Linked DNA regions of Mus musculus: all the other regions are linked to region 1. The links are chromatin contacts, called in public HiChIP or PLAC-seq, Micro-C and promoter capture Hi-C maps. All regions are on one chromosome and are shown on one strand. The core of a region is the stretch at or near the end of the contact, and the rest is flanking DNA. Distances in the headings are between cores, read along the strand shown. Region 1 holds the start of Dusp1 (dual specificity phosphatase 1). Region 2 holds the start of Pgap6 (post-glycosylphosphatidylinositol attachment to proteins 6). Region 3 holds the start of Decr2 (2-4-dienoyl-Coenzyme A reductase 2, peroxisomal). Region 4 holds the start of Axin1 (axin 1). Region 5 holds the start of Kifc5b (kinesin family member C5B). Region 6 has its middle 6.4 kb from the start of Gm41555. Region 7 has its middle 8.4 kb from the start of Zbtb9.

Region 1 (3,899 bases), core at 245-2,744:
ATTTTATGATTCAATGCAAAAAATATGTTGAGGTCCTCAGCTGAATAAGTAGAATAAACAAATAATTTTTTTCTTTCTGTCGCTCTTCTGAGATGTAGGGAGGGTGGTGTTATCTGAAGATTTCTTTGCTGTTCTTTTAGGATCAATGCTCAAAGGAATGTAAAAACGCCCTTTAAAAATAACGTATTCTGAATTTACAGAAGAATCTAGGCAGAGCGCAAGAGCTAAGAGAGGCCAAAGCGGACGTTGCTGGGCAAAGACACATGGTAGTAAGACACCTCCCCTTGCAAAGAGGAAGAAACCGCAGAATGTTCCTGACTCGGCACCCCTTCAGAGTGGTGCAATGTTTATGTTTGTGTATCCAACTCCGTGGTGTTGCGGCGGACTCACTGCCTACCCTGTAGTCATGGAGTTTTGTGGAAGGACACACACACACACACCATTTCGGTCTTCCCAGGTGTGATGAGTACAGTTTGTCCCACAGAGTGGCGGATTCAAGGCTCTTGGCCCTGAGTCCTTGGTGTGCTCAGCTTCTGTTCAGTGGAGATGAAAGGCACGAGGGCAGATGCCTTTAATCCTTAGTAAGTCAGGGACAGGAGGATCTCTATGAGTTCAAGACTAGCCAGAGCTACACAGCAAGATCCTCTCTGAAACAAACAAAACAAAACAAAAGAAAGTTGTGTTGGGGGACAGAGGAGCAGCGGCTAGCAGCATCCTCTTGATGCCACGCGACGACAATGTTCTGGGCCGTCCCTAGGCGGCGCTGTGGAGCTCTACCCAAGTCTCCCCCACCCCACCCCCCCAACCCCAATGTTAAACCTGGGCTCCAAAGATCTTGCAACCCTCCTCCCTTTGCTCCAAGTAAGTCCTCTAGGGACCACCGCGGTAAAGATAACACTCCGGGGTGGGGGGTGGGAACTAACTGGAAGCATTCCCTTGTTCAGCGTAAAACTTTTAAAGTGACATTCAAGAAGGACGTCTCAACTCTCGCCATTTGTCCTCGGTATAGCCAGAGGGCTATAGACCGAATTAGTCATCTCTCACTACCCACTCCCCTTTCCCGCTCAGCTCGCCACGCCCACCACTCCAGCAGCCAGAGCCGGGCCAGCTGAGAACGTGATACCAGGAGTGGCCCCGCTCGTTCGGCGGAGACCCGCGGAGGGGAGCAGGGCAGGTGTCCTCAGGCCGCGCGTCCTGGCCACCCGGGCTGGCAGCGCGCCGTCCTGCCTGCGAGCCCAGAGGACAGGAGGGTGGGGGCCGGGCTGCGAGCCAGCGCTCAGAGCCGAGAGGCTCCTAGGCCGATGACGTCTTTGCTTTTGGCTTTGGCGGCGCCAAGCTCGGTAGGGCGGGTGACGTCACCGCCCGGTCACGTGTCTGCCATTCAAACAAACAAACCGTTCTCCCCCACCCCCACCCCACCCCCCGCTTCTGTGCCGCGCCCGGGACCGCCCCCGAGAGGCTACATAAAACCGCGCTCCGTCGGACGAGCGCGCAGTGAAGGACTGGCGGGAGGAAAGCGCGGTGAAGCCAGATTAGGAGCAGCGAGCACTTGGGGACTTAGGGCCACAGGACACCGCACAAGATCGACCGACTTTTTCTGGAGAACCGCAGAACGGGCACGCTGGGGTCGCTGGGGCTGGCCATGGTGATGGAGGTGGGCATCCTGGACGCCGGGGGGCTGCGCGCGCTGCTGCGAGAGGGCGCCGCGCAGTGCCTGTTGTTGGATTGTCGCTCCTTCTTCGCTTTCAACGCCGGCCACATCGCGGGCTCAGTGAACGTGCGCTTCAGCACCATCGTGCGGCGCCGCGCCAAGGGCGCCATGGGCCTGGAGCATATCGTGCCCAACGCTGAACTGCGTGGCCGCCTGCTGGCCGGAGCCTACCACGCCGTGGTGCTGCTGGACGAGCGCAGCGCCTCCCTGGACGGCGCCAAGCGCGACGGCACCCTGGCCCTGGCCGCGGGCGCGCTCTGCCGAGAGGCGCGCTCCACTCAAGTCTTCTTTCTCCAAGGTACGCTCTAGCTCTGGCAGGACTTATGCCATCAGCTAGGGAAGGGGCGTCCCACCTGGAGTATGGGGGCGCCGGCGTCCAGTCTCCAGGGGCTTGTCAGTGGCTTTGTTTCACTCCCATAACAAAGACTTCCTTAAGCCTTCCTTGTAAACTCGCAGCCCCTGGTGGGTGAGTGGCTTGTCTCCAGGTACTGTGTCGGTGGTGCTAATGAGAAAATATGTACCTTTGTATTCTCAGGAGGATATGAAGCGTTTTCGGCTTCCTGCCCTGAGCTGTGCAGCAAACAGTCCACCCCCACGGGGCTCAGCCTCCCCCTGAGTACTAGTGTGCCTGACAGTGCAGAATCCGGATGCAGCTCCTGTAGTACCCCTCTCTACGATCAGGTTAGTAGGAGTCCGGGTCCATGCAGGGCAGGGAGGTGGCAGAGCTGGCAGAGGTCTAGGAGGATTGTGCCAGGAGGATATAGAAAGCGGCTGCAGCTTTATTTATACTAGCGGGGACACGAGGATCTTTAGTCCATCATGAAGCAATTGGATGGAGCTGAGTCTCCCAGTTGCTGGCACGGAAGAGCTTGTTGGCTCTGTCCAGGCCAATGGGCTTGATTCTTTACGAATATTTTAATATGTCAACAGCAGTGCTGAGGTCACCAGTTTCAGAAACTCCCGTTTTCAGCGGGGAGTTTTTGTGGGCATGGGTACTGGTGCTCACGCTGGACGAGCTTGACGAATGCTGGACTGTTTTTTTGACTTCAGGGGGGCCCAGTGGAGATCCTGTCCTTCCTGTACCTGGGCAGTGCCTATCACGCTTCTCGGAAGGATATGCTTGACGCCTTGGGCATCACCGCCTTGATCAACGTCTCAGCCAATTGTCCTAACCACTTTGAGGGTCACTACCAGTACAAGAGCATCCCTGTGGAGGACAACCACAAGGCAGACATCAGCTCCTGGTTCAACGAGGCTATTGACTTCATAGGTAAATGGAATAACTATCTGGAACCTCTGCTTCTGTCCCTACTGTAGCCACTGAGCCCAGTCTTTTGGGTGGCAGCTTAAATGATCCTCACCCAAGCCTTCCTCCTCACTGAGACTCAGTTGAACTGACTGTCTTGTCCAGGATTATAAGTGTAGATACCCAGTCCGGGTTTAAATCCCCTGCTATCCTTTGCATAGTATACACATAGGGTCTGCATGACTGCAAGAGGCAGACCCTGGCCATTTCTGGACAGGACACAAGACATTTCTTAGCCATCCTTGATCTGGGCTCAGCTGTTCTGAGTTTTTGAGTAACCCATAACTTTATTTTCCAGACTCCATCAAGGATGCTGGAGGGAGAGTGTTTGTTCATTGCCAGGCCGGCATCTCCCGGTCAGCCACCATCTGCCTTGCTTACCTCATGAGGACTAACCGGGTAAAGCTGGACGAGGCCTTTGAGTTTGTGAAGCAGAGGCGGAGTATCATCTCCCCGAACTTCAGCTTCATGGGCCAGCTGCTGCAGTTTGAGTCCCAAGTGCTAGCCCCTCACTGCTCTGCTGAAGCTGGGAGCCCTGCCATGGCTGTCCTTGACCGGGGCACCTCTACTACCACAGTCTTCAACTTCCCTGTTTCCATCCCCGTCCACCCCACGAACAGTGCCCTGAACTACCTTAAAAGCCCCATCACCACCTCTCCAAGCTGCTGAAGGGCAAGGGGAGGTGTGGAGTTTCACTTGCCACCGGGTCGCCACTCCTCCTGTGGGAGGAGCAATGCAATAACTCTGGGAGAGGCTCATGGGAGCTGGTCCTTATTTATTTAACACCCCCCTCACCCCCCAACTCCTCCTGAGTTCCACTGAGTTCCTAAGCAGTCACAACAATGACTTGACCGCAAGACATTTGCTGAACTCGGCACATTC
Region 2 (3,868 bases), core at 435-2,934, 400 kb after region 1:
GCAACTGTCAGAGATACTACCCACACGTCAAAGCAGCCAGGGCCACAGAGCCACTTGTCCCCCACCCAGCCATCAACTCTCACTTGGGCTTAATCCCAGGGCTGGAGAAGGAGGAACAAATAGGATGTGGTATGGAGCAATCTATCAGAAGGTCTTTAGGGAACACTGCCTTTCATTTCAAACTATACCAACTCCTCGGAAACCAAAAACAACAACCCTCAAAGAAACAAGAGCTCCGGGCTGGAGAGATGGCTCAGCGGTTAAGATCACTGACTGCTCTTCCAAATGTCCTGAGTGCAAATCCCAGTAACCACATGGTGGCTCACAACCATCCCTAGTGAGATTTGACTCCCCCTTCTGGAGTGTCTGAAGACAGCTACAGTGTACTTACATATAATAAATAAATAAATCTTTAAAAAAAGAAACAAGGGGCTGGTGAGATGGCTCAGTGGGTAAGAGCACCCGACTGCTCTTCCGAAGGTCCGAAGTTCAAATCCCAGCAACCACATGGTGGCTCACAACCATCCGTAATGAGATCTGACTCCCTCTTCCGGAGTGTCTGAAGACAGCTACAGTGTAATTACATATAATAAAAATAAATAAATAAGTAAATAAATAAATAAATAAAAAAGAAAGAAACAAGAGCTCCAAGGGAGGAGGGGGTGGAAATGGGAGGTACAGTCAACATCCGGAAAGGTCCAAGGAACACCAGGTAGCACAAAGGTCTCCCGGGGAGTTTCCCGCCGGGCAAGAGAAGGGAAAGTACTCATCTTTCCTATTTCTAAATGTCTGCGGGTAGGCAGAACACAGAGGGTCAAAGATCTAACTGCCTCCTTAAACTGTAGTCCAGTGCGTTCCCACTTGCGGAGCAGAAATAACAAAAAGCAGTTAGGAAGCTCCCCTATAAGGGAGTACCCTTTCTTTACATCCATTCTGGTCAGCCAGCTTCTCTAGGGCCAGCTGGCAGCACAGTCGGTGAGAAGCAAAATCAGCAATCAAGAGTGACCTTCCTGGGATTGGATTAGGAACATAATGCTGGTTAGACCCCCCCTAGTCCAGGGTCTGCCCAACTTTCTCTAGCTCAACCCTTCTACCAGATACTGTCCCTTGCGTCACCACGGTTCAGCTATTCTTCGGAGATAGGTTCCTCTACCTCCCAGCTCTTGGGTGCCACAGTCGCGTCTCTAAAGCACAGGAGAGACGGACCGGTAGAATCCGCTCCAAGTGAGCGAACTCGGCGGGCCCGGAACGGAAAAGCGGGCATGGGGGTTTTTCTGGCCCGGATGCCCCGCAGGGGGCGCAACCCAAGATGAGAACCTCGTTTCAACGCCGCGCCAGGTGAACGCACAGGTGCCCCCCGTGAGTCACAATCCCCGCCTCCCGCCCGCCCCCGGCCCGCGCCGCGGATGGCGCTGTAGGCCCGCGGGCTCACCGCTCTCCTTGCTGTTGCTGGCGGCGGCAGGCGGAGGCCGAGCCAGGAGCAGCAGCAGCAGCAGCAGTGACCCGGTCGCTGCCTCCCGCGCTGTGCCCCCGGCCCCAACCCGGCCCATGGCTCGGCGCTCAGCCCGAGCTACCCCTCCCGCGTCCCGCGCCGCTCGCCCCCGCCTGGGCAGCCCCCGCCGCCTCTGCGGCCGCCGCCACTGCCTCTGCCCGGAGCTCCCATGGCTCCGATAGACCTGCCGCCAGCGCCCCGGGCACTTCCGCCTCCGAGGCCCCGCCCCGCAGGGAGCCGGCCTGCGGTCTAGGTTCCTGAGGATGCTGGACCGCGTCACCTTGGCCAGAGTGGAGGCGAACAGCAGGGGGCCGAAAAGGTCTCATTGGAAGGGGACACGGATTCACTGGGGATCACTCAGCTTGAGGGGGTGGGCGGCAAAGGATGAAGGGTCCTGTCGAACGCTTTGGGGTACCAGACGACAGATGTCACGTATACGTGACATATACGCCCGAAGGTGCACTCTGACCTTGCCTGGAAGAACCGAACCTCCAGCTGCTCTCAGGACCCCTCACACCATAACCATAAACTGCCGCAAAAGTATAAGAGACCAAATGGAAACGGGAAGGTGCACTTTGAGTAACCGAGTTTCATGTCAGTGTCAGATGAACTACTCTGGGTACCAAAGGGATATATTCCAAACATGTTAAAGATGTGGTTGCAAACTGAAAGCCCAAAAAGAGAAGTTGAGGCTTTTTTCAGAGGGGTTCGATGCAACAACAAAAGTAAAACAATGCACTAAAAACATGCGTACAAAAATAAGCCAAACATTTGTGGCCCGTGCCTTTAATTCCAGCACTGGGGAGGCAAAGGCAGGCAGACCTCTGAGTTCAAGGCCAGGGTAGTTTACAAATAAAGTCCAGGACAGCCAAAGCTATTACACAGAGAAACCCTGTCTTGAGAAAAAAAAATTATAAATAACACCAGGTCAGGTTGCAGCCTATCATGAAAAGCTGAGTACAGTGGATCTCAGCTGAAGTCCCAGTGCTGGCAAGGCTAGAACAAGAAAATCACCAAGAGTGAGGCCAGCCTGACCTACAGATACTAGTAAAGTGCTCCCCACATCAGTATTACCTGCCTTTTCAGGAAAGTGATAAGGGACCAGGGTGGTCATGGTGCACACCTTTAATCCCAGCACTTGGGAGGCAGAGACAGACCAACCTCTGAGTTCCAGGTACTCAGAGAAACCCTGTTTTGAAAAGCTGGGGGAAAAAAGTCAAAGTGCTACATGCTACAGGATTCCTAAAACATTATGCAAATTAGAACAACAGGACCACCTCCTGTGTTAGAGAATGTTAAAAAGTTGGAGCATATTTATCCTTTTGCCAAACAAAGATCAAAAAGCTCTTTGGGGAGATGGGGCCCAAATTAAGGAATGTCCCCAAGGAGCCTCCGAACTCTCCAAAAATAGCCCCAGCCTGTAGGAAAACTATTTCCTTTGTTATCCTGCCAGGGTTCACTGAAGTGTGGGGCTGCATCCACCCACTGTTCTAATGGTAGATGCATATATAAAGTGGTCACCCCTACTGAAAGTGACTGTGGTCACATGAGAAAGGGCTGGTGGGGCAGAGCACACCTGTATCTCAGCACAAGGAAGGAAGAAAGGCCCCACCCACCGGCAAGGCAAGTGGATATCTAAATTCAAGGCCGGCCTCGGGTACAAAGGGAGTTCCAGGACAGCCAGGGCTACACAAGAACTCCTTTCTCAACACCTCCCCTTTCTCCTCAAGAAAAAAAAGGAAAATATTGTGCTTTGTTTGGGAATGATGTACTGTGTTAGGAAAGTGGGGGGGGGGGGATGTTTTAATTGAGTGAGAGAAATTCACATCTTGTGTTGGAGAGAGTGATAGCCACAGGTTAAAAGCCCTTGCTCCTCTTCTAGAGGACGAAAGTTCAGTTCCCAGAATCCATGTTAAGTGGCTCATAACCACCTGTAACTCCAGCTAGGGGATCAGATAAGCTCCTCTGGTCTCCTAGGCCACTCCCATAGAAAAATAAAATTAATTTTCATGTCTATGTATCAAAGGTATGGAATATCTGCAAAAGAAGTTGGCATCTGGTCACCGTGCTGCGCCCTGGGGGAAGGGAGACAGGAGGCTAGGAATAGAAGACTGAACCATACCTGCTTTTATCGCTTAAATGTTTTACACAGTAGGGGGAAGGGAGAGGTAAGCTTGCTAGCAGCATTGAAGAAGGCATTGAAGACTGAAGGGTGTAGGTCACAGAGGAAGGAAACAAGGTAGCCAAGCTAAAGGAGACCCTTTGTTGCTGTGGAATCCGGCTGAGCCCTGCAGACCCCAGCTGCAGGGGGCCCTCCAGCCACTCTGAATTTAAAGCGACAGAAGTCTTTGAGTGTTACTGCTCCATGCCTGCTGA
Region 3 (4,177 bases), core at 1,626-4,125, 420 kb after region 1:
CATGCCTGACTAAAACCACTTTTTCCTGGCTCTTTAGTATTCTGTTTTGGTCGCCAACCACGAGGGGCGTCTCTGATTACCGGTAGGGAGAGGCAGCTGTCAGAAGTTAGTATATAGGCTGGCCTCTGAGCTTGGGAGAAACTGAGGCCAGGAGAGATGCAAATGTCCAGCCCTTCTTACTGCCCACCCTTTCCCCTTCCTCCTTCCCTTCATTTTTCTCATGTAATCTAGGCTGGTCTCAAACTGATTATATTGCTGAGCGCAGCCATGAATTTGTACTCTCCCTGCCTCTGCCTAGTACTGCCTACCGAGTGCTGGGGATCAAAATCAGGGGTTTGTGCATGCCAGGCAAGCAAGCACTCTACCAACTGAGCTTCATCTCTGGCTCTCGTCTCCCTTATTTATTTATTTATTTATTTATTTATTTATTTATTTATTTATTTATATTTTATTTTATCTTTGTGTGTGCATATGCCTGTAGTGCCTGCAGAAGCCAGAAGAGGGTGCTAGATGCCTGGAGCCAGAGTTACAGGTAGTTGTGAGCCACTGTATTTGGGTGCTGGGAACCAAGGTCTGGGTCTCTGCAAGAGAGGATGTGCTCCAACTGCCATGCCATCTCTCCAGCCCCCGTCTTCTATTCTGAGACAGGGTCTCCCTCTCTAATCCAGACTGGCCACGATTCAAGGCAGTCCTGCAATCTCAGCTTCTTCAGTGCCCTTGTTATAGGCTTGTAGCACCATAACCAACTCCAAAATCTCCTTCTCTTCTCTACGGTCACCTTGTTCCCTGACAGAGGGCAGCAGGTTAGAGGCAAGATAGCCCTGGGGTCCCAATCCAGACTTAAACTGGACTCAACCACAGACTCCACCTTTTCCACCTCTCACAGGAACGTCATCCATGCTAGCGATTCTGTGGATGGGGCCCAGAGGGAGATCGAGCTGTGGTTTCAGAGCAGCGAACTGTTGAACTGGGCAGATGGTGGTCACCACAGCAGCTGCTACCCTGCCTGAGGGCTTGCACTGCCTTCTGCACTTCAGGTCTACCCATGACCTACTACCTCTGTCAACAAGAAGTCAAGCCCCCATGCTTCCCATGTCCCCAAACCACTCCCTACTCCCGCTCTACCCAACTCCAGCCCAGGGGAGTCTAAGCCTCAACTCTATGTGCCTTTTTGTATCCTAAGTCAATACAATATTGGACCATGTCCTTGTGTACAAAAGTGCCAGACAACCTTTGGGGCATTGTCAAAGGTGACTTCACCTGCCTCAAAGGAGAGACATTAAAATTTTATGCTTAAAATGGAAATGGTCTACTTACTAGTTCTGCTATCTCAGCACTGTGTGACCTTTCCTGGGAGATATGAACAAATGCTTGTTCACCCCCTCTAGGGCACCAATAACAGACTAGAGTAACAATTCCAACCATTTCCAGTTGGTGAACCCATGAGTTCGTTGGACTGGCTTATGGGACCGTGGATGAGAGATTGGCCACAGAAACATGGGTGACCTCAGGACAGCCGAGTCACTGAAAGGTCCCCCTGCCCCCAGCATGGGCAGTGACAGCAAGCCTGATGGGATCCTGCTTTCAGTTTACCTACCTCCTACAGGGGAGTAGAAAGTCCTAGGTGAGGAGTTAAGGCCAGTGTATAATGCCGATCCTGGATTACTACTCCCCTAGTCCCAGCTACCACCGTATTCTACTTATTTCATTGGCACGACTACAGGGCCAAGCTATAGGTCACCAGAGCAATGATGCACCATGATGTCCCATAGTCATGACAAATGTGGAGGAAATTGCTTTACTCAAGCACTTTAATGAGTGTTTTTATGCATGGTATAAAACATTAGGCCTGAAGCTTAGAGCTTTGAGTAAAGAAAGGAAGGATCCCTCGACTTTGGGTAAATGCAAGAACCAAGCAAGAATCCAGGGCCCATGAAATTGAGAATCCAATTGGGGTTCTTTTGCGGGCGCTGGTATAGCTCCTGCCCATCTGATTTGTCTGAGGATGGCAGTAAAGAATAGACCGGACCTGAGGCTTCTTCAAGGCCCAGTGAGCGAGCCTTCAGTAGGAGTACACACCAGTCTTTGTGGGTATTGTGTATCAGGTCTCCTGAAGTTGGAACAGCAGAGCCTAACACTCCAAGGGCTACTCTCATCTCTCCCTCAATGCAACCCAGGCACAAAAGAGTATCCTCCACTCCCGACCTGATGCTGTCCATGATGACCACCACGGCCTGATGTCCATTTATGTTCACATTGACACATGTAAGTCACATCTCACCCCGGATCCCAGAGTCACTGATTCAGTTGCAGGTACATCATGACAGCTTCTGTGGCTAATTTGATAAGTCATTTCACTCTTTGACATCTAGACAATGGAACCCAGTTCTTGGTTCTCTGAGTTTCAGTGCAGTGATTCTTGCCAGCCAGCAAGAGGTTCACTCTGGACTTTCCACCCGGGTTAGCCACGAGAGGGAGCTATTGGGTTTGCAAGCTCCAGATTCTCTGCACTGGGAGGTAGTGTCCAAGAGCGGTGTTCATCTGGAGTTCCGACTTCCACAGCTGATAGCACGCAGCCCGGCCAGCTTGGGTATATGGACTAAGTGGCTGCACAGACACCAACTGGGAAAGGAACCGGGCATTTAACTGGCTGGAGCGTCTCTGGGCCTCTGTATCAGTGCCTCCTCCCATTCTCAGTCCCAGCAGGCTGCGCGCCACCGAGGGCGGGGTGTCCGCCTGGTCGAGTGGGAAGGGCTGGAGGCTGGGAGTTGCGGGAGGGTCTGTGATAGGAAGGCTTGAAGGGCCCAGGCACCTTTTTGGGGTGGGGCGCCCCTGTCCCACCCCCGTCTGATGGGCGGCTTGATGTGGGGGCAGAACTTTGGTCCTGGATCTTTCTGGGCGGAGCGAGCAACCTGCAGAACGCTGCGTTTTGCGTTGGAAAGGTAGATCTGGTTCCTGGTTCCACTGTCCTTGCCATCCCGGACACGCAGCAATCATGGCCCAGCCGCCGCCCGACGTTGAGGGGGATGACTGTCTTCCTGAATACCACCATCTCTTCTGCCCGGATCTTCTCCAGTGAGCTAAAGCAGGGAACCAGGGGGCGATCCAGACTTGGGGCACAGGGTTTAACGAATCTGCCACTGGATGTGACATCACAGAGGACAGATGCTCAGTACTCCGTTCCTGGGCAATCGTAGACCTGAAGTTTCTTGGGGTTCTGGAAGAATGGGATGAGGGACTGAGGGTGGAAGCTGCTCACTTTGTTTTGTTTTGTTTTAGAGACAGGGTTTCTCTGTATAGCCTTGGCTGTCCTGGAAGTCACTTTGTAGACCAGGCTAGCCTCGAACTCAGAAATCCGCCTGCCTCTGCCTCCCGAGTGCTGGAATTAAAGGCGTGCGACACCACGCCCGGCGCTTGCTCACTTTTGAAAACAAGTCTCTCTTGGTAACTTACTACGCAGAAAATTTTAGGCTAAATAAACTCCTTCACCTCCGAACTTCTAGGGAGCCTAAAAATAACCGACTTTAAAGATTGCAGTTTTATGGCTGGGGATTTATGTCTTGCAAATTCATTGAGTACCTGTTTAGCAGGAGCATGTTTTCCTTCATAGCGAAACTGGGTAGAAGTTCATGGAGTGAAAGTTCTCCACGGGCCGCTTATCTATTTGAGCTTGAGTTAACAGAGATCTATCTATCTAAAGCTCTTCGAGATGAGGTTTCTCTGTGAAGCCCTGGCTGTCCTAGAACTCTCTCTGTAGACCAGGCTGGCTTTTAATTCTTGGTCCCCCTGTCTCCACTTCTCACAGGCTGGAATTACAGGCATGCATCCCCCATCAAGCTAAAACATGGTTTTCAAAGAAGAGTTTAGGGACTAGAGAGATGGCTGAATAAGTTCAGAGCACTTACTGTTCTTGCAGGAGACCCAGCATTGGTTCCCAGCATCCACACGAGGACTCAACTCTCTGTAGGCACACAGGCAAAACACTCATACTGGTAAAACAAATAAATATTTAAAAATGACTACATTTTCTTGTTTTTGAAGGGACAAAGTGGCCTTTATCACAGGTGGTGGTTCTGGGATTGGCTTCCGGATCGCAGAGATTTTCATGAGGTACACACTACCGGAACCCTTCCTGCCACCTTACGTCCCTTTGTCTGGATCTTGGTGGATTTGGGGG
Region 4 (3,935 bases), core at 41-2,540, 370 kb after region 1:
AATCAAACAAAATCTCTGTGCTCCCTATATTTTCTCGGCCCTGAAGTGGGCTCTAAAACTGAAACCAGCTAGTACTGCCTCTCTCAGGTAAAGTCAGACTCCATGTTCTCCAAAACGGACTGTGAGTAAAGGAACGCATTGGAGTAAAGGGGAGGAGTACACAGTTATTGCGAACTCTTTACAAGTTATCTTCAGATGAGCCGAAAAAAATCCTTATGCCCAACTAAAAATGCTCGCTCTGGGCTTTGGTTTTGGGTGAATTTGTTTTGTTTGGGGGGAGCATTATTAAGTAAGGCAATGAACACCAGGACAAGTGGTTATCTGGCAAGCCAAACCACACCAGAGAGTGCCCTCCTTGGATTGTTCTTACTCGTCCCTACTTTACTTTTTCATAGGGACTAGGGGATAGCGCAAAGGAAGACACACACACAGTCTAGCACCAGCAGCTTCTCAGCACCCACTCACCCATATCCTAAATGTGTCCCAGACCCATCAACAGTACACCACACTCGGCAGACACACACCCACCTGTACATCATTCTTAGAATCCTTGCTTTTCCTTAGTCCCTGGTCCTGTTCAAACAGGCCTTGCTTTCCCCATGCCCTACTATCGTCCTGTCCCTGGCACATCGCCCCCCCCACCCCCAAGCCCTTCTCCTCATATATACCTAGCATACCATGCAGTCCCCACGCCTCTACTCATACTGCGGAGCCTGCCACCTCTTCCGCTCAACGTCCCCTTGGATCTCAGGTCTCCCTACGCCGGGCACAACCTCGCACATCAGGGGCCGCGCTCCGGCACGCCTCCCGCCCGCAACCCGCGCGCCCCTCTCTTCCGGGTCCGCGTACGCCGGCCTAGCGCGGCCTACTCCCGCAGCCCCGGGCAGCAGGCCTCCGCGCCACAGGAGCGCGCCCGTCGGCTCCCACTACTCACCAGCGCGCGGCGGCTGTGGAGGCGCGGCCCGGGGCCTGGCTCCCGGCCCGGCGAGGCCCATGCGCTCAGCGGCGGCTCAGCGGGCGGGCCACGGCGGGGGCGCGGCCCTGGGGGGCCCCCATCGCGGCGGCGGCGGCGGCTCGGCGACCCGTGGCCCGGAGGCGGCGCAAGGCAGGCCGCAGAGCGCCGCCAAAACCGGCTGCTCACTCTCACCAGCCCTCTCTGGAACCAGGCTCCAGCCCGACCCCAGCAGGCTCCTGCGGCGGCGGCCGCAAGCGCTTCCCTGAGCCGGGAGCCTGAGCCCAGAGCCCTGAAGCCCAGGCCTGAGCGCCCCCGCCGGCGCCGCCCGGAAGTGCGGGGGCGGGGCCGTGGTGTGGGGCGGGACTGCTGCGGAGGCTGGGTCTCGTTGTAGAGGCAGAACCACGGTGTGGGGCGGAGCTTCTAACACGGGGCGGGTGGGAGTCCGAGGACAAGAAGAGTAAGGGGCAGAGTCTTGAGCGAAAGGCGGGACTGCGGCGTACTCAGGAGCCAAGCACTGTCTTGCGGTGGTGAAGGCGGGGCGTGAACTAGGAGTGCCGCTGAAAAGAAACGTAGCCGCGGAGGATGCCCAATGGGGCAACGACTACTGCTCGTCCCGAAAGGTGCCATGGGAAACAGCCCTGAGCGCGCTCAACAACCACAGCCATCACTGAACCCTAGGCCAGTACACTGAAGGCAGACCACTCATATCTGATCGCAGATGCTATTGAGAGAGTAGAGTTTCTGGGTAGCTGGTCGCCCTCCACACAAATACACACATAACACTTATAATGTCTGCAAGGCATCTCTTGCTAAGTCTGCAAGCGCAAAGAGTCAACTCCATTTTGCCCCACCACAGGAACATAGATGCACAACTCTCTACTTGGCAGGTCTCAACCCTCGGTCAGCCACATCCCAAGGAGAAATATGTGAACACAAGTAATTACTGCACTTAAGAATGTCATCTACCAGTCAAATCAGCCCCTGACACCTCTCAGGTAGTCCATTTTGCAGACAAAAAGTTGTGACCTAGGCTTAGTACGCACCCACCCAGACCTCACCTTGGCCAGAGGACTCCTGGTACCCATACCACCCTATACTGGCTGCATCTGCACTTGCCATCTACATGCTTTTATACTGCTGCTGCCAGTGCCACTGCCATGTTTTGTTCTGGACATTGTTCTCCCTCATTGCCTTGTCCCTTCTTCATGGCTCACAGGCAAAAGCAGTAGTACTGGCTTCAGACTCTAAACCCACAGCTGACTGGGGTGATCCTAACCCTGCCACCTGTCCCTTAAGAGGACTTAGCACAGTACCGAGGACCAGGATTGCTATGTATAGAGAAGGAACCACTTGAACTATAGCTACTAGGGTGACCAAGCCTGACAAATTCCCCTCCTAGACTCATCACTGAGCCTCAGGTCTGGGGCTGGGGTATAGATAGTGCCCCCCCCCTCAAATGCCAGGACAAGTTTCATGTTCACTTCTGTCCATCTAATGCAGCCTCAGGTCCTCCGGCCTCTGGGCACTGGAGACTCTCTAGCAGCCCCTGACCCAGACCATTCAGCCTCATACCATTAGAAGAAACAATCACGACCACTGAGTGAGCAGTAGATAGCCTTGGCCTTGGGCATCCTCCCCACTCCCAAACCCGGACCCCAATGCTTGCCTTGATTCTGTAGAGCTGCTGCTGCGGCCAGGCCAGGCTCTCGGGATCAAGTCCACGTCCATCCTCCTGCTGGCCCACGGTGGTAGGTATCCCCAAGCCCTGGGACCAGAGTAGGGCCCTCGGGCCTCCAGCTCCTCGGGACCCCTGCCCTGCAGGGACAGGAAGGGAATCAGGAAGCCTGGAGGAAATGCAACGGCCTGCTAAGGAGTGCTGGGGGGGGGGGGTGTGGTGGGGGAGAAATTATAAATAGGGGTAAAAGGATTAAATTATGAAGACCTTGAGGGAGTTTCTGCAATGAGAGGGTAAAGGACAGCACTTGAGAGCCTTGAAATGCCTTTGCTCCTCCCAGAATTGCCATTAGCAGCTTTAACTAAATTTTCATGGCATTTGCTCATGTTTCTTGCCAGGAATCAAGAGTTTTAAAAACCCAAACTCATGAGCAGAAATTCTTTTCCTCAATGTAGACATAGAAATATACTTTTGCAAAAAAGGTTTATTTTTATTTTACGTATGTATGTGAGTACACTCTCACTCTCTTCAGACACACCAGAAGAAGGCGTCAGATCTCATCAGAGATGGTTGTGAGCCACCATGCAGTTGCTGGGAAACGAACTTGGAACCTCTGGAAGAGCAGTCAGTGCTCTTAACCACGGAGCCATCTCTCCACCTTGACATAGGAATACTTTTAAATAAAGTGTCTTTTAATAATGATACAAAGAAGCCGGGCGTGGTGGTGCACACCATTAATCCCAACACTCGGGAGGCAGAGGCAGGCAGATTTCTGAGTTCGAGGCCAGCCTGGTCTACAGAGTGAGTTCCAGGACAGCCAGGGCTACACAGAGAAACCCTGTCTCGGAAAAAAAAAAAAAAAAAAGATATAAAGAGCTCCGGGTGTGGTGGCACACGCCTTTAATCCCAGCACTTGGGAGGCAGAGGCAGGCGGATCTCTGAGTTTGAGGCCAGCCTGGTCCAGCCTGGTCCAGCCTGGTCCAGCCTGGTCTACAGAGTGAGTTCCAGGACAGCCAGGGCTATGCAGAAACCCTGTCTCAAAAAACAAAAACAAAAACAAAACAGAAAAAGATGATATAAAGAGTGGGTGGGCTGGAGAGCAGGGCGGGGGGGGGGGTGCATATAGGGGACTTTCAGAGAGGAAACTAGAAAAGGGGATAGCATTTGAAAAGTAAATGAAGAAAATTTCTAATGAAAAAAAATTTTTTAAATGATACAAAGAGGGGCTGGCAAGATGGCTCAGTGGGTAAGAGCACTGACTGCTCTTCTGAAGGTCCTAAATTCAAATCCCAGCTACCATATGGT
Region 5 (3,730 bases), core at 309-2,808, 410 kb before region 1:
ACAACTACCACTACCACCCAAAAAAACCCCAACAAAACCAAACAAAACAACAACAAAAAATCAGCAAGCAAACCCTGCTATACTTGGGCATGCTACCAGCTTCAGGTTACTAGATCAAATATATATTGCTTCTTTTGGGTTTGTTTTCCTCTTTTTTTTTTTTTTTTTTTTTTTTTTTTTTTTTTGGAGACAATGTATCAATGGCCTGAATCTCCAAGCTCTGGTCTGAGCCTCCTCACAGGTGACCTCAGGTGCACAACGGACCTCAGGATGGTTTGTTGCTTTTGGTTCAGGGGATTATAGACCCAGGTGTGTTTCTTGGATGCTCCCTAGCACTGCACCACAGACCTCTTCCTTCCAGTTTTAACTCGTACCTTAATGTTGCTCCTCCTAGCTTTCTTCTTCCCCTTCCATCTGCTTGAACCTTTACAGTCCTTCACTCCCTCCCAATAGAGATACAAATTGTATTATGTCTGTCTCCCCAGGGACTGTCAGCTCACTGGTAGCTAGGACTCCTGTCTCCTACATAAGTACAGCTGTGCAGGGCCAGAAGATGCTTGGCAAATACTGCAGGAACAAATCTGAGAAAAACTATTTTACTTTTTAACTGTCACCTGTCACAGTGCAGTGCTCTCCCTTTTGGCTGTGAGTATACCAGAAAGTCTCTTCAAGCTGAACACCGACTGTGAGTCAGTCTAGACTGAAATGCTGGTAAACAAAGAATGCAGGCCGGTCTTTCCTGACACCAGAGAGATCAGTCCATTAATTACCACACACATACGCCTCAGATGCTTGTGGTGGAGAAGGGCACCCCCATAAACTAGTCAGCAGTCCAAATGAGCAAAAGGAAGAGGCAGGCGAGGGAATAAGGATCCTCTGGGCCGATGCCCCCATTTCTCCTCTCCCCTTCCTCTATCTCGATCCAGCAGCAACACAACAGGATATCAGCAAGAAATGTACTTTGCGGACAAGCGACAAGGCTTCTCTCAGAACCCTCGCTTCTCCCACAAGGCGATCTGCAAGAACTGAGAAGCACAAACATGTCGAATCCGCTTGAGAATTCGAAATGGGAAATGCTGGAGGGGGATAAGGGACACGGGATGGTAGCGCCTGCACGACTGGAATGGCGGACCAACGTCGCAGCGACTGTCCTGGGACCTCGCCGTGTGTGTGTGTGTGTGTGTGTGTGTGTGTGTGTGTGTGTGTGTGCCCTCACTGACTCGGCCGCTGGTGTCCTGGGCGCGAGGCGGTGCGACCCTCCCCTGCAGGACGGCTTGCCCCGACCTGTCCCCGGGACTCGGGTCTCCGGGCGGCCGGCCTGCGTCCTCCGCTATTGGCGCCAGGCCGTCACCGCCGCACTCACCTGCGCCTGCACGTCCATGGTGGTCCGCACAGGAAGGGATGCAAAGGCAGCAGGCAGGGTGACGAGACCCGCGTCCTCTCAAGGGCTCGCGCCGCAAAACGTCGGAGCCAGGCCAATTCGCCAGGCCAATCGGCCAAGCCAATCCGCCACACCAGTCACTTTTGAATTTCAACCTCCGCGCAGTCAACGCACTTCAATCCGCAGAGGCCAATCCGCGCCGGCGCTGCGGTCGCGAGCCAATCACGGCGCCCTCCGCCTCCGGGGCCACGCCCCCTGAGTCGCGACTCTTCTAGTCCGCCGGAGCAAGAGAACTAGACCCCTTGGATCCTACTTCCGGATCCGCTCTTCCTTATTTCTCCCTCTCCCCCTCCGGAGCGCGGAGCTAGGCCTCTGGTTGCGTCAGAAGTGCGCGTGTGTGGAGGAGTGGCGTGGGGGAGGCAATACGCATGTGCAAAGGTGCCTGAGCGGTGTCGGGGCGGAGCGAGCGCCACCTAGCGGCTGCTGCTGAACCTGCACACCTCCTCGACAAACCTGTAGACTGGAGACTGTTAAACCGAGGTTGCTCTTGGTCCGCTTTCTCAGGTCCGAAAAGTGGGAGCTGGTTGATGGCGCTGACCTGTCCTCAAAAAAGAAAAAAAGTAAAAGAAAAATTGGAGCCCATATCTGGAGATGTAATAAAGTCATAAGTCTAGAGCAGGTCCGGGAGGATAGCAAACTGGTTATCCCTGAAACTCATATAATGTGGAAGGTGAGAACTAATTCGCCACAAAGTTTTCTGTGCCCCTCCTGCCTCCAATAATATATATTATACATAAACAATATGTATTATATACATAAACATATCTTTACACATATACATAATATATACTCAATAATACCTATTATATATAAGCATATATAATATATATAAATAACATAAATTATATATTTATTTTGTTTTTTCGAGATTGGGTTTCTCTGTGTAGCCCTGATTGTCTTGGAATTCTATTTGTAGAACAGGCTGGCCTTGAACTTAGAGATGCCAGGGCTACCCTGTGCCACCATGCCCAGGTCAATAAACAATCTTTTAGATTAAAAAATCAAAACAAAACTATAAGCCAGGCTTGGTGGCACACACCTTTAATCCCAGTTCCCAGTACTCAGAATGCAGAGGCAGACAGATCTCTTGAGTTCAAGGCCAACCGGGTCTACAAAGTAAATTCCAGGGCAGCCAGGGCTTTGTAGAGAATCCCTGTCTTAAATAAAGAAATACACACATGCATACCTGCATACATACATACATACATACATACATACATACATACATACACACATACATACATAACTGGGTAAATAAACAGTATGTTTCTTGACACCAAGTTGTAAATCTACAGCCCTCTTACTTGAGATGTTTCCAAGTCTACAAATGTTAATGAGGGAACACTAAAAAATTTCTGGTTATAATTTTACAAACTGGTTATAATTTTAAACTAGACAGTATTTCCCTAGTGACTTTCTAGAAAAAAAGCAAAAGTTTTATTGTGTGATAGAATATGAGTTTGTCTTCTACTGAAACCTGTTTTGGGAGTTTATCTTTCTTGGCATGAAGCTTGACAGCAAGGTAAACCAACCTGTGAGATTTTACACATGGGATGGACTGACCTGGCCCCTGCAGCCTTGGGATAGGAGCTGGCTCAGGAAGGACTCTGATGCAGCCAGAGCTCCAAGGCTATCAGCTCTGAGAAGGACACATCTGGACAGCAAAGGGAAAACAAATATCTTCCTTATGTATCAATTAGAATAACAGAGGTTTACCCCCAGCCAGCCCAGGATCCTCACAGTATGTGATCTCAGTGGCTTCTTTGGGGGCTAGGTCAGTCTTCAGCTGTCAGGCAGAGCAGCTGGAGACTGCAGCAGCCACACCCAGAAGGTCTGAGAGATTTTTCTGCAGAGAAAGAACTTGGGAGAACGGACTCACCTTGGTGAAACAGTCAACCCAACAACTTGGGCAGGCCCTGCCAGCAGGCAGTTCTTTGCCCAGTGGTCAGTAGTACCACACTTGAAGCGAGCTCCAGGGGAGTGAGTTGCTGCAAATCTTCTTTGGAGACAGCCTCCTGCTGCTATCAGGAGCTGGTATTTGTGGTCAGGGGAACCGTAAATGCAATAGTCAGCAGAGCTCTGAGGGGTTTGAGAGGCAATATGTAATCCTTCTATTAGGTAGACCTGATTTTAAACAAATACTTGTTTTAGTTATTTGCTTTAGGCTTAACCTTGCCAATAGTCAGGGTTTGTATATGCTTGGCCCAGGGAGTGGCACTATTTGGAGGTGTTCCCTTTTTGGAGTAGGCGTGTCACTGTGGGTGTGGGCTTTAAGACCCTACTCCTAGC
Region 6 (4,166 bases), core at 483-2,982, 390 kb before region 1:
ATCACAGGAGGAAAGAGCCACTGCCTTCAGGACTAGCTGAACTCAACAGAAACAGAAAACACACACACACACACACACATACACACACACACACACACACAATCTATGCTTCTATTTCAGTGAACTCCCTAAGCTTACCCCAATAGCCCATTCCTGCCTCAGCCTCTGAGACTCCATGCTTAGGCTGAGGACAGGAATTCAGTCCCTCTTCAGGTTCCAGCCTCTGGGTAGCTTTTTGCTGCCATTATACTACTGTTCTGAGTTTTGGCCCAAGCCCCCACCACCTCACCTCTCTCACCCCTGACCCCTCCCCAGGCAACTCCAGAACTCCCACCATCTCCTTGTCTCGCCCTCCTTCCTATTAGCTCTTCATGATCACCCCTTCGTTGATTTGCGACTTTCAGTCCTCTCTCTGCAGGGTCCACACCCTCCTCACTTGCCCTGAGTGGTACCCACACGTTAAGCAGCTGCGTGTTCACAGCTGGTGTCCTTCCATGTAGTCTCCCTCTCACATCCAGTTAGAGGAGCTGGTCAGTATTCCACAGCGCCACCTAGTGGTAGCATGAACAAGGGGGGCCGTCGTGAAAGAGGAGACTGACAGCAGCCTTCAGGACAAAGTTCTAGCAGCAGAGTGGCCTGGAGCCTGTGGCCTCCCCACGTCCCTGGACTCAGGGAGATGCTAAGAACGACTCTCCACTTCTGCCAGGGGGAAACAGAACTACAGAAAATGTGAATGGACCTTAAACTCTCTTACAGCTTCAGGGATAGTGATCTGTGAGTGATGGGCTTCTCAGTGTATTTCCCTACGATTCCAACTTTTCCAGCTTTCCTGGATACTTTAAACACAGGTGCACAGGTGTTTATGCTTGTTAAATGCCAAGGCCAGCTACTCAAAATAGGAGTCACCTCCCTAACCTCCATCCCATCCTCCATAAATGACCAGTAACTATGACAACAGCAAGCCGTGTTTTGTAGACTTCGGGGGATTAATGAAACTACATTAAGGGGACAAAAGATAAAATTTATGCTTGTTCTCCAGGTGACAAATGGACCATATGGTGGTTTTAATGAGAAAGCTCTCATGGGTTTACATACTTGGTTCCCAGTTGGTGGAACTGTTTGGAAAGGCTTAGGAGGTGTGGCCTCGTTGGAGGAGGTGTGTCACTGAGGATGGGCTGGGAGGTTTCAAAAGCCCACGCTAGGCCTGGTTAGCTTTCTCTATTGCATGGTTGGCTCTCAGATGTAAGTTCTCAGCTCCAGCACCATACCTGCCTGCCTGCCACCATGCTTCCCGCTATGCTATGTATGGACTCAGCCTCTGAAACTGAGAGACCTCAATATGTTCTTTCTTCTATAAGTTGCCTTGGTCATGGTGTCTTATCACAGAAATAGGAAAGAAGCCCATATATGTGATGGTGGTCCCATAGGAATATAGTAGAAGAGGGCCCTTTGTGGCCATGCCTGTTGTGATACAGCCAGTGCAAGGCTGCACTTTGTAGCTGTGCTGGTGTAAACAAACCTGCACAACTGGCAGGATCACAAAGGACAGCCACTGTGATTGTGGTCTGCACACAGTGCTTGTGGTAAGTGGCTGCCACAGCTCCGTCTCTGCTGTCGGCTTCGAGTGCATAACACCATGCCGTGCTCTCAGCAGCCCAGCCATTTGGATTTACTGCACACTCCCTAGAGGCATCAAGGAGTCATTCGTGCTTAGTGCCTGACCTAGACAATCTAGGTTTGTGTAAGCGCATGTTTCCATGGTGATGAGACTGCCTAACTGCATGTCTCAGAACACATTCCCAACACAATGTGCTGCCAAATTGAGTTATACAACAGAAAGAGCTGGGTTGGGGGTGCAGCTCAGTAAAGACTGCTCCTCAATGTATGTGAGGCCCTGGCTGCCATCTCCAGCAGGAAACCAAAACCATCAGGGTTTCAGGTGCAGCCACATCAAGCACTCAAATCCCTCCTTCCCTACTTAGAAGCCCAGGCAGGCTTTCCCACAGAGTCCTTTGGGCCTGATCTAGGCACCTAATGTAACACAGCCAGATCTTCAGCCTAAGAGAATACAGCACAGACCCTGCCCACCAAGACCACGCAAGTATTTGGTGTGTCTCTCAAGAGAAACACAAAGGGCAAAAGCACAGAGTAACCAAACACCAGGGCAGGGCCTCCCATGAGCAGGGGTCATACCTCCCTTAAGACAGAATTCCTGATCCTTACTGTCTCTCCCCGCCAGAAAAAGCCAACAGTGGTGGGGAGCAAGAAGGTGGCTCTCCCTAGACACTGTCACCCTGTGATCTTCACGGGCACAGTGGCTTGAGTAGCCTCTGTTCCTTCATGTCTAGCCAGGGCAGCCAGACTCCCAGCGCTGGGTAGCAGGGACGCATAGGCTTGTAAAGCTGTTCCATTCTTCTGTGAACTTCAGCTCACTGTTGACAACTCATTTGATTCTGACATGGTGACACAATGGATGACCGTGGACAAGGAAGAGAAAGTAGAGAAGGCTTCATGCACGACACAGCCAGGAATTGTGTCTCCATAAGGCGGCCGGGAACCAGGACAAAGCCTCTCCTGTGCTGAGACAGTGTGAAGGAACCTCCCTCGGGAGGGAAAGATGTGGTGCCAAGCCAGACACTGAGGGCCACAGTGGCTGCATCCACAACATCAGGACCAGAATGCCTTGGCCAGGGCCTTGGAGGGATAGAACAGGAAATTGGGGCTTAACGGGTACAGAGGTTTCTTCTGAGGTGGTGAAAACACTTGGGAGACAGCTGGTGGCCATACTGTAAAAGTCACAGAGCAGGGAACTGAGGGCTCTAAAATGGCTAATTTTGTGCGATGTAGATTTTACCACAACGTTTTTTAAAGTTTAAAAAAGAAAACTCTGCTTGCCAAATAAAACATCTGTGGGCTGAATTGCACCCGGTTTTCAATCCCTAACAAGCAATCCCCAAGACCCCTTTTTAATGCTCATATCCCGAATCTCCGGGGTGGGGGGGCACCACTCCAACCAGGCAGTGACCAGCCAGCTACCTCCCCAGCAAACAGAAAAGGGCTTCTTTCTGTCTCCCAAACTGGGATGCTTTGGAGCCAGAAAATAAAAGTCTGTTGGAAATGGAACTCGGCCAAGCTTTTCCTTTCTCTTTCTCTTTTTCTTTTCTCTCTCTTTTTTTCCAAGTGCCCTTTGCCACAATGAAGGGCAAAGAGCTACCCCTGAGTGACAGCGATTGGACTTTGTTGATACAGCCCAAGTTCAATTTTTGTGAGGTTCATAATTAAGCTGTCATCCCCCGCTCCGGCGCAATTAGGGCCAACAGCGCGGATGAATGGCCCTGTTATCACGGGAAATTATAAATAGAGGTTCTGCATAGCGTCAGGGCCGAGCTTCTCTAGGCAGAACCAGCAAGCCCGGAGTGTGTCCACCCTCCCTGGCCGACAGACTGACAGCTCCGAGTCCAGCTGTCATCCAGAGCTCAATTCTGTCTCTGTCATCTGAGCCTAGACTGTAGACACAGCTCCACAGCAGGAGACTAGGGCTAGATATGGCCTTTGTGTTCCCTCCCTCCTGGGGCTGCAGTGTCTGTACTGAGCAGAGGGAATGAGCCTCCTCCTGACAGGCTGAGGTGTTGGTGACCAGAGAGACAGGCTGCCTGGCAGGTCCCAGCCAGCAGAACTCACAAAGGTACAGCTGAGGGCAAAGGTCCCAGACCCTCCTCCCCTGGCCTCCCCTGGCCAGCCTTCTGACACGCTCACCCTCTCAGCAGACCTTGTATCTGCCAGAACAGGTCATTTTGGAAGGGAGTCCCACAGCCAAGAAACACAGTCATGTATCCTCCATGGGTACACACTCTGAGAGGACTGTGGTTAGCAAATTGGCAGATTTCATCCTGTAGTAATGGATCTCTCCCCCCTTCCCTCTTTTTCTTCCTCCCTCTCTCCTTCCTTCCTTCCCTCCCTCCCTTTCTCTTCCCCCCTCTCCATCTCTCCCTTCTTCTTTCCTTTCCTCTCTCCTTCTTTCTCCTCTCCTTCCCTCCCTTCTTCCCTCTCTCCCACCCTCTCTCCCTCCTTTCTTTCCTCCCTCCATCTCTCCTCTCCTCCCTCCCTTTCTGCCTCCCTCCCTCTCTCCTCACTGCATTTCCTTTCTCGGTACTAGAACCCAGGCC
Region 7 (3,895 bases), core at 968-3,467, 470 kb before region 1:
CTCAGAGGCTGAAAACATCCTAGGCCTAGATTAGATTGTACGGAGGCTAGAAGCTTTGTGGACTAGGCCTAGGTTAGCTGACTGAGACAGTAAGCCTCAAAGATGACAATTACATCAGGAAATAAAAGTTACTTTAGTAACACAGTGTGTCTCTGAACTGGACACAGGTTAAGGCACATTCAGTGGCACCTAGTTTGTTGCTGTATTCTGCATAACCTGCAGAATACAGGCAGCCCAGTGCACCACTTGTCCCCCGGGAGTGTGTCATGCTTTGTCAGAGTTCAAGCAGCTGCTTCCACCCGTGGAGACTCCTGCTAAGGAAAGAAGCTCAACAGCTTCTTAGACTTGGATGTGGTTGGATGCCTGAGGTTCACTTGTCTCCCTTGGGCCTTCTATAGCCATTTACTGAATGTCATCACCCCTGGGTGAACCAAGGTGACCATGGCCTCCTCGTGGCCCTTCTAACCTGTTTATCTTCTCATCCTTTCATCTTCAGCAGCCAGGCTTAAGCTCATGTTAGCTGGTGTTGAATGCACTCAGCATGTTCTCTACCATTCAGATAAGTCCCTGTTCTAATACCATGGCTTTGAACATACACATATATACGTGTAAAATTATGTATATTTATATATAATTTTAAAGCTGGCTTTGACAACTCACACTTCGAACTACAACTCTTAGGCAGCTAGGAAGAAGGATTTCCACTCTCAGTGCAAGCCTGGGTGATTCTGTTTCAAAAAATAAGAAAGAAAAACCACTTTTGCACTAGTCTTTGTGGTACATGACCCCAGTTATAGTGCTAGGAAGGAAGAAGCAGGAGGATCTTGGGCAATTACAAAGCCAGCTTAGACTGCAGGAGAAGACCTTGTCTCAGGTATAATAATAATAATAATAATAATAATAATAATAATAATAATAATAATAATAATTTCCTAACTATGATCCATGCCGGGCAGTGGTGGCGCTCATCTTTAATCCCAGCAATTGGGAGGCAGAGGCAGGTGGATTTCTGAGTTCGAGGCCAGCCTGGTCTACAGAGTGAGTTCCAGCTAGGGCTACACAGAGAAACCCTGTATCGAAAAACCAAAAACTGTGATCCATAATAGTTATATTTTAAAAACTATTTCTATTGTTTTGTGTCTATTTGTATATCCTCTGTGTGTCAGGGTGTGGTTACCTGTGCATGCTTTGTGTGTCTGTGTGTGTGTGTGTGTGTGTGTGTGTGTGTGTGTGTGTGTGTGTAACATCCATCCAGAGGATGGTACTGGGTGTCGTCTTCCTCTATGGCTCTTCACCTTATCACTTCTTTACGTTTCCTTTTTCTTTTTTTCTTTCGAGACAGGGTTTCTCTGTGTAGCCCTGGCTATCCTGGAACACACTCTGTAGACCAGGCTGGCCTCCAACTCTGAAATCTGCCTGCCTCTGCCTCCCGAGTGCTGGGATTAAAGGCCACATACAGCTTTTCTCAAATGCTGGGGATCTGAGCTCACACTAGCATAGCATTCTGCCCACCACCACCTGAGTCATCTCTACAGCCACTAACATTCCTCTGTGTGCTTATTTTTAAGGCAGGTTCTTATTATTCAGGCTTCACTGACCTGGAACTTGCTATATATACGTAGGCCTGTAACTCTCAGAGATCCTTCTCCGAGCAGAGATCAGAGGTGGACGCCATCACAGCCAGCCACCAAATTCTTTTAAATCCATCCTTTCCCTTCTTGCAAAGCACTTTTTCGTGTCAAGCTGAGCTGTCTGTCCTCAGTTTCAAGAGCTTTGCTTGTTGACTTATTATCATGCTTCCTGGCCCCAGACATTTGTGTGTGTGTGCTAGCATTTAAGGCTTCATCATTTTCACTGTGGATATTTTTGGCAATACTAACTCCTATGTGGTGGTGGCATTTTCTGCAAGTGGAACATAATGTCTGCTTGTCTTTTTGCGATGTAGCAGCCACTGACGTTAATGCCTTCATCCATTCATTTACTGGGGGCTCTTTTTTTTTTTTATTCCAGCTAATAATGTTTACCATTTTTATCCATTTTGTCTGTGTATAGTTTTGACATTAAGCATGTTCACACAGCCGTGAAATTATCACCATCATCCACCCACTTCCAGAGCTTTGTTCTCTGCTGAAACAGAAGCCACACACCTATGAGCCAAAAGCCCTCTTACTGTTCTCTAGCATGCACAGTGCTTGGTCTCTATGAGTTTAAACAGCCTCTACAGGTTTTCAAAGACGTTTGTCACTCTGCCAGTTACAGAAGAAAATCATCTGTGCTTTTGTGGCTGGTTCATTTCCTGTAGCAGAATATCTCAGTGGTTCATAGTGTCATGGAGTGTGTTAGAGTTCCCTTCACATCTGTGACAGTTAAGCTAGTCAACTTGATAGGATTTAGAAAGCCTAGGACACAAGCCTGAGGCTTTCCAGAGAGGTTCTACTGACATGGGGGTGGGGGGAAGCACCCTGGTGTAGGCAGTGTCATTCCACAGGCTGAAGTTCTGATCACAGGGAATAACAGAACCTACCTCTTCTTGCTCCAACTGTAATGCAGCATCCAGCCACCGTGTGCTGCCTCCCACCCCCTCCCCAACTCCCAGCAGGATGGACTGTGTCTCCTCAAACTGGAAACCAAAAATAAATCTGTAGGTTGCCAGGTATTTGGTCACAGCAACAGGAAAAACACCATACCCTTTGGGGGTGGGAATGAGCCATGAGTGCCATCCATGCACCGGAAGTGGAAGCAGGATCAGGAGTTCAAGACCATCGTTGGTGAGCCTGAGATCAGGCTGAACTCCACGGGACTATATGGAAGGTGAGTAGTTTCCACAGTGTATTCATGTCAGAGGCATGTGCCACGTCTTCAGCCACACAGGTTCTCACACTCCTACATTCCACACAGCACTCGGGTTTGCATAAGCACTCTGCAGTGTTCCTATGGCGGCACAATAACCAAGGGACACATCTCCTTGTGTGTTCTCACTTCAAGTGATACACACCTGACACAGGGATGAAGGTATGGGATGACGTGACTATGACTAACACTCCTGTAAGCACAGGGAGGGAAGTACATGTCACACAGCAGGTCAGGGGTCTGGCAAGATGGCTCAGTGGACAAAGGTGCTGCTGCTGAGGCGGACAACCTGAGTTTGAGCTCCACACTGATGTGGCAGAAGAGGACTGACTCTGCAAGCTGCCCTGACCTCCACACGCAAGCAGCATGCACACACACACACACACACACACACACACACACACACACACACACACACAATAAATGCAATAAAACACACACATATACAGTTTAAGAATATATGCCTTGTATGTTAACAATGATTAAGGAGTCAAGATAAGGGTCACATGACCTCTTGATTTTTGCCATGAAGGACATAGGTAATTTATCCAAGTCACTTTTCATGAAAGCACCTGATCTCTTGGGGTGCTGTTTTGAAAAGGGATCTGGCAAAAGTTTCTTTTCTTTTTGTCCTTACAGTGTTGTATAGCTCAGGATGTCGTTAAACTGGGTTTTAAGGTGACTTTGCTGACACTGACTTTGAATTGCTGCTCCTTCTGCATCACCACGCTCAGCTCAGCCCAACAATCTCAATCTATACTTGCAGTTTTGTTTCTATTCTTCTTATTTTTGGCTTTTCGAGACAGAGTTTCTCTGTGTAGCCTTGACTGTCCTGGAACTTGCTCTTTAGCTACACTAGTCTTGAACTCAGAGATCTACCTGCCTCTGCCTCCAGAGTGCTGGGATTAAAGCCACGTGTCAACAATGCCTAGGTTATCTTTATTAAATTTTCATTTATGTGTATGAGTGTTCCTTCTGCTTGTATATCTGTGCACCATGTGCATGCCTGGTGCCATAGGAGGCCAGAAGAGGAAGTTGGGTCCCT

The links. Promoter capture Hi-C pulls out the DNA fragments that hold promoters and counts their contacts. A called contact is a pair of places that touch in the nucleus more often than the background predicts. HiChIP or PLAC-seq counts read pairs in DNA pulled down with a chosen protein or histone mark.
Region 2: a contact with region 1 is called in a FOXA1 HiChIP or PLAC-seq map of pancreatic cancer cells. The contact joins the promoter of Pgap6 here to the promoter of Dusp1 in region 1. A contact is called at or near these places in 2 of 39 promoter capture datasets (liver and pre-B cells) and 4 of 115 datasets of contacts at active chromatin or transcription factors (bone marrow-derived macrophages, memory CD8 T cells, microglia and 1 more).
Region 3: a FOXA1 HiChIP or PLAC-seq map of pancreatic cancer cells shows a contact between it and region 1. The contact joins the promoter of Decr2 here to the promoter of Dusp1 in region 1. A contact is called at or near these places in 5 of 39 promoter capture datasets (the 3T3-L1 cell line, hippocampal neurons, liver and 2 more), 2 of 115 datasets of contacts at active chromatin or transcription factors (memory CD8 T cells and pancreatic cancer cells) and 1 of 9 other capture datasets (macrophages).
Region 4: a contact with region 1 is called in a Micro-C map of the G1E-ER4 cell line. The contact joins the promoter of Axin1 here to the promoter of Dusp1 in region 1. A contact is called at or near these places in 3 of 39 promoter capture datasets (hippocampal neurons, neural stem cells and pre-B cells), 2 of 484 Hi-C or Micro-C datasets (the G1E-ER4 cell line and double positive thymocytes) and 3 of 115 datasets of contacts at active chromatin or transcription factors (bone marrow-derived macrophages, memory CD8 T cells and pancreatic cancer cells).
Region 5: a contact with region 1 is called in a promoter capture Hi-C map of neural stem cells. The contact joins the promoter of Kifc5b here to the promoter of Dusp1 in region 1. A contact is called at or near these places in 3 of 39 promoter capture datasets (embryonic stem cells, hippocampal neurons and neural stem cells), 1 of 484 Hi-C or Micro-C datasets (B cells), 3 of 115 datasets of contacts at active chromatin or transcription factors (large pre-B cells, memory CD8 T cells and stem cell-derived neural progenitor cells) and 1 of 9 other capture datasets (liver).
Region 6: a contact with region 1 is called in a promoter capture Hi-C map of hippocampal neurons, with 4 times the contacts expected there. The contact joins the enhancer-like site here to the promoter of Dusp1 in region 1. A contact is called at or near these places in 13 of 39 promoter capture datasets (the 3T3-L1 cell line, 3T3-L1-derived adipocytes, the C10 cell line and 8 more), 1 of 15 datasets of contacts at CTCF or cohesin (the NIH/3T3 cell line), 4 of 484 Hi-C or Micro-C datasets (the G1E-ER4 cell line, the N1E-115 cell line, cerebral cortex and 1 more), 18 of 115 datasets of contacts at active chromatin or transcription factors (DN3 thymocytes, the NIH/3T3 cell line, acute myeloid leukemia and 15 more) and 2 of 9 other capture datasets (adipose tissue and embryonic stem cells).
Region 7: a promoter capture Hi-C map of pre-B cells shows a contact between it and region 1, with 2.0 times the contacts expected there. The contact joins the enhancer-like site here to the promoter of Dusp1 in region 1. A contact is called at or near these places in 6 of 39 promoter capture datasets (the 3T3-L1 cell line, the HPC-7 cell line, HPC-7-derived erythroid cells and 3 more) and 5 of 115 datasets of contacts at active chromatin or transcription factors (effector CD8 T cells, large pre-B cells, memory CD8 T cells and 2 more).

Annotation. Positions count from the first base shown.
Region 1 is chr17:26,506,067-26,509,965 of GRCm38.p6, reverse strand. It overlaps Dusp1 (dual specificity phosphatase 1), which reads left to right and starts at 1,494. Exons shown (of 4, transcript NM_013642.3): 1 at 1,494-2,009; 2 at 2,247-2,392; 3 at 2,762-2,981; 4 at 3,316-3,899. The coding sequence starts at 1,643. The coding sequence ends at 3,686.
Region 2 is chr17:26,111,132-26,114,999 of GRCm38.p6, reverse strand. Pgap6 (post-glycosylphosphatidylinositol attachment to proteins 6) reads right to left here and starts at 1,684. Exons shown (of 13, transcript NM_021793.2): 1 at 1,433-1,684. The coding sequence starts at 1,550.
Region 3 is chr17:26,088,862-26,093,038 of GRCm38.p6, reverse strand. Decr2 (2-4-dienoyl-Coenzyme A reductase 2, peroxisomal) reads left to right here and starts at 2,875. Exons shown (of 9, transcript NM_011933.2): 1 at 2,875-3,075; 2 at 4,042-4,110. The coding sequence starts at 2,996. It overlaps Nme4 (NME/NM23 nucleoside diphosphate kinase 4), which reads left to right. Exons shown (of 5, transcript NM_019731.1): 5 at 887-1,294. The coding sequence ends at 1,010.
Region 4 is chr17:26,136,041-26,139,975 of GRCm38.p6, reverse strand. Axin1 (axin 1) reads right to left here and starts at 1,290. Exons shown (of 11, transcript NM_009733.2): 1 at 935-1,290. Gm46600 (a long non-coding RNA gene) reads left to right here and starts at 1,224. Exons shown (of 3, transcript XR_001782196.2): 1 at 1,224-1,575; 2 at 2,635-2,703; 3 at 3,163-3,191.
Region 5 is chr17:26,914,919-26,918,648 of GRCm38.p6, reverse strand. Kifc5b (kinesin family member C5B) reads right to left here and starts at 1,558. Exons shown (of 11, transcript NM_053173.2): 1 at 1,364-1,558. The coding sequence starts at 1,381.
Region 6 is chr17:26,892,132-26,896,297 of GRCm38.p6, reverse strand. No RefSeq gene overlaps it. Among named protein-coding and RNA genes, the nearest start is that of Gm41555, 6.4 kb to the left of the region's middle. Within about 2 kb of position 1,732, at least 47 of the 459 cell types and tissues checked have an H3K27ac peak or open chromatin away from gene starts, as enhancers often do. A contact at or near this core is called in DN3 thymocytes, the N1E-115 cell line, cerebral cortex and 2 more, where this site is marked.
Region 7 is chr17:26,979,628-26,983,522 of GRCm38.p6, reverse strand. No RefSeq gene overlaps it. Among named protein-coding and RNA genes, the nearest start is that of Zbtb9, 8.4 kb to the right of the region's middle. Within about 2 kb of position 2,217, at least 47 of the 459 cell types and tissues checked have an H3K27ac peak or open chromatin away from gene starts, as enhancers often do. A contact at or near this core is called in the HPC-7 cell line, effector CD8 T cells, memory CD8 T cells and 2 more, where this site is marked.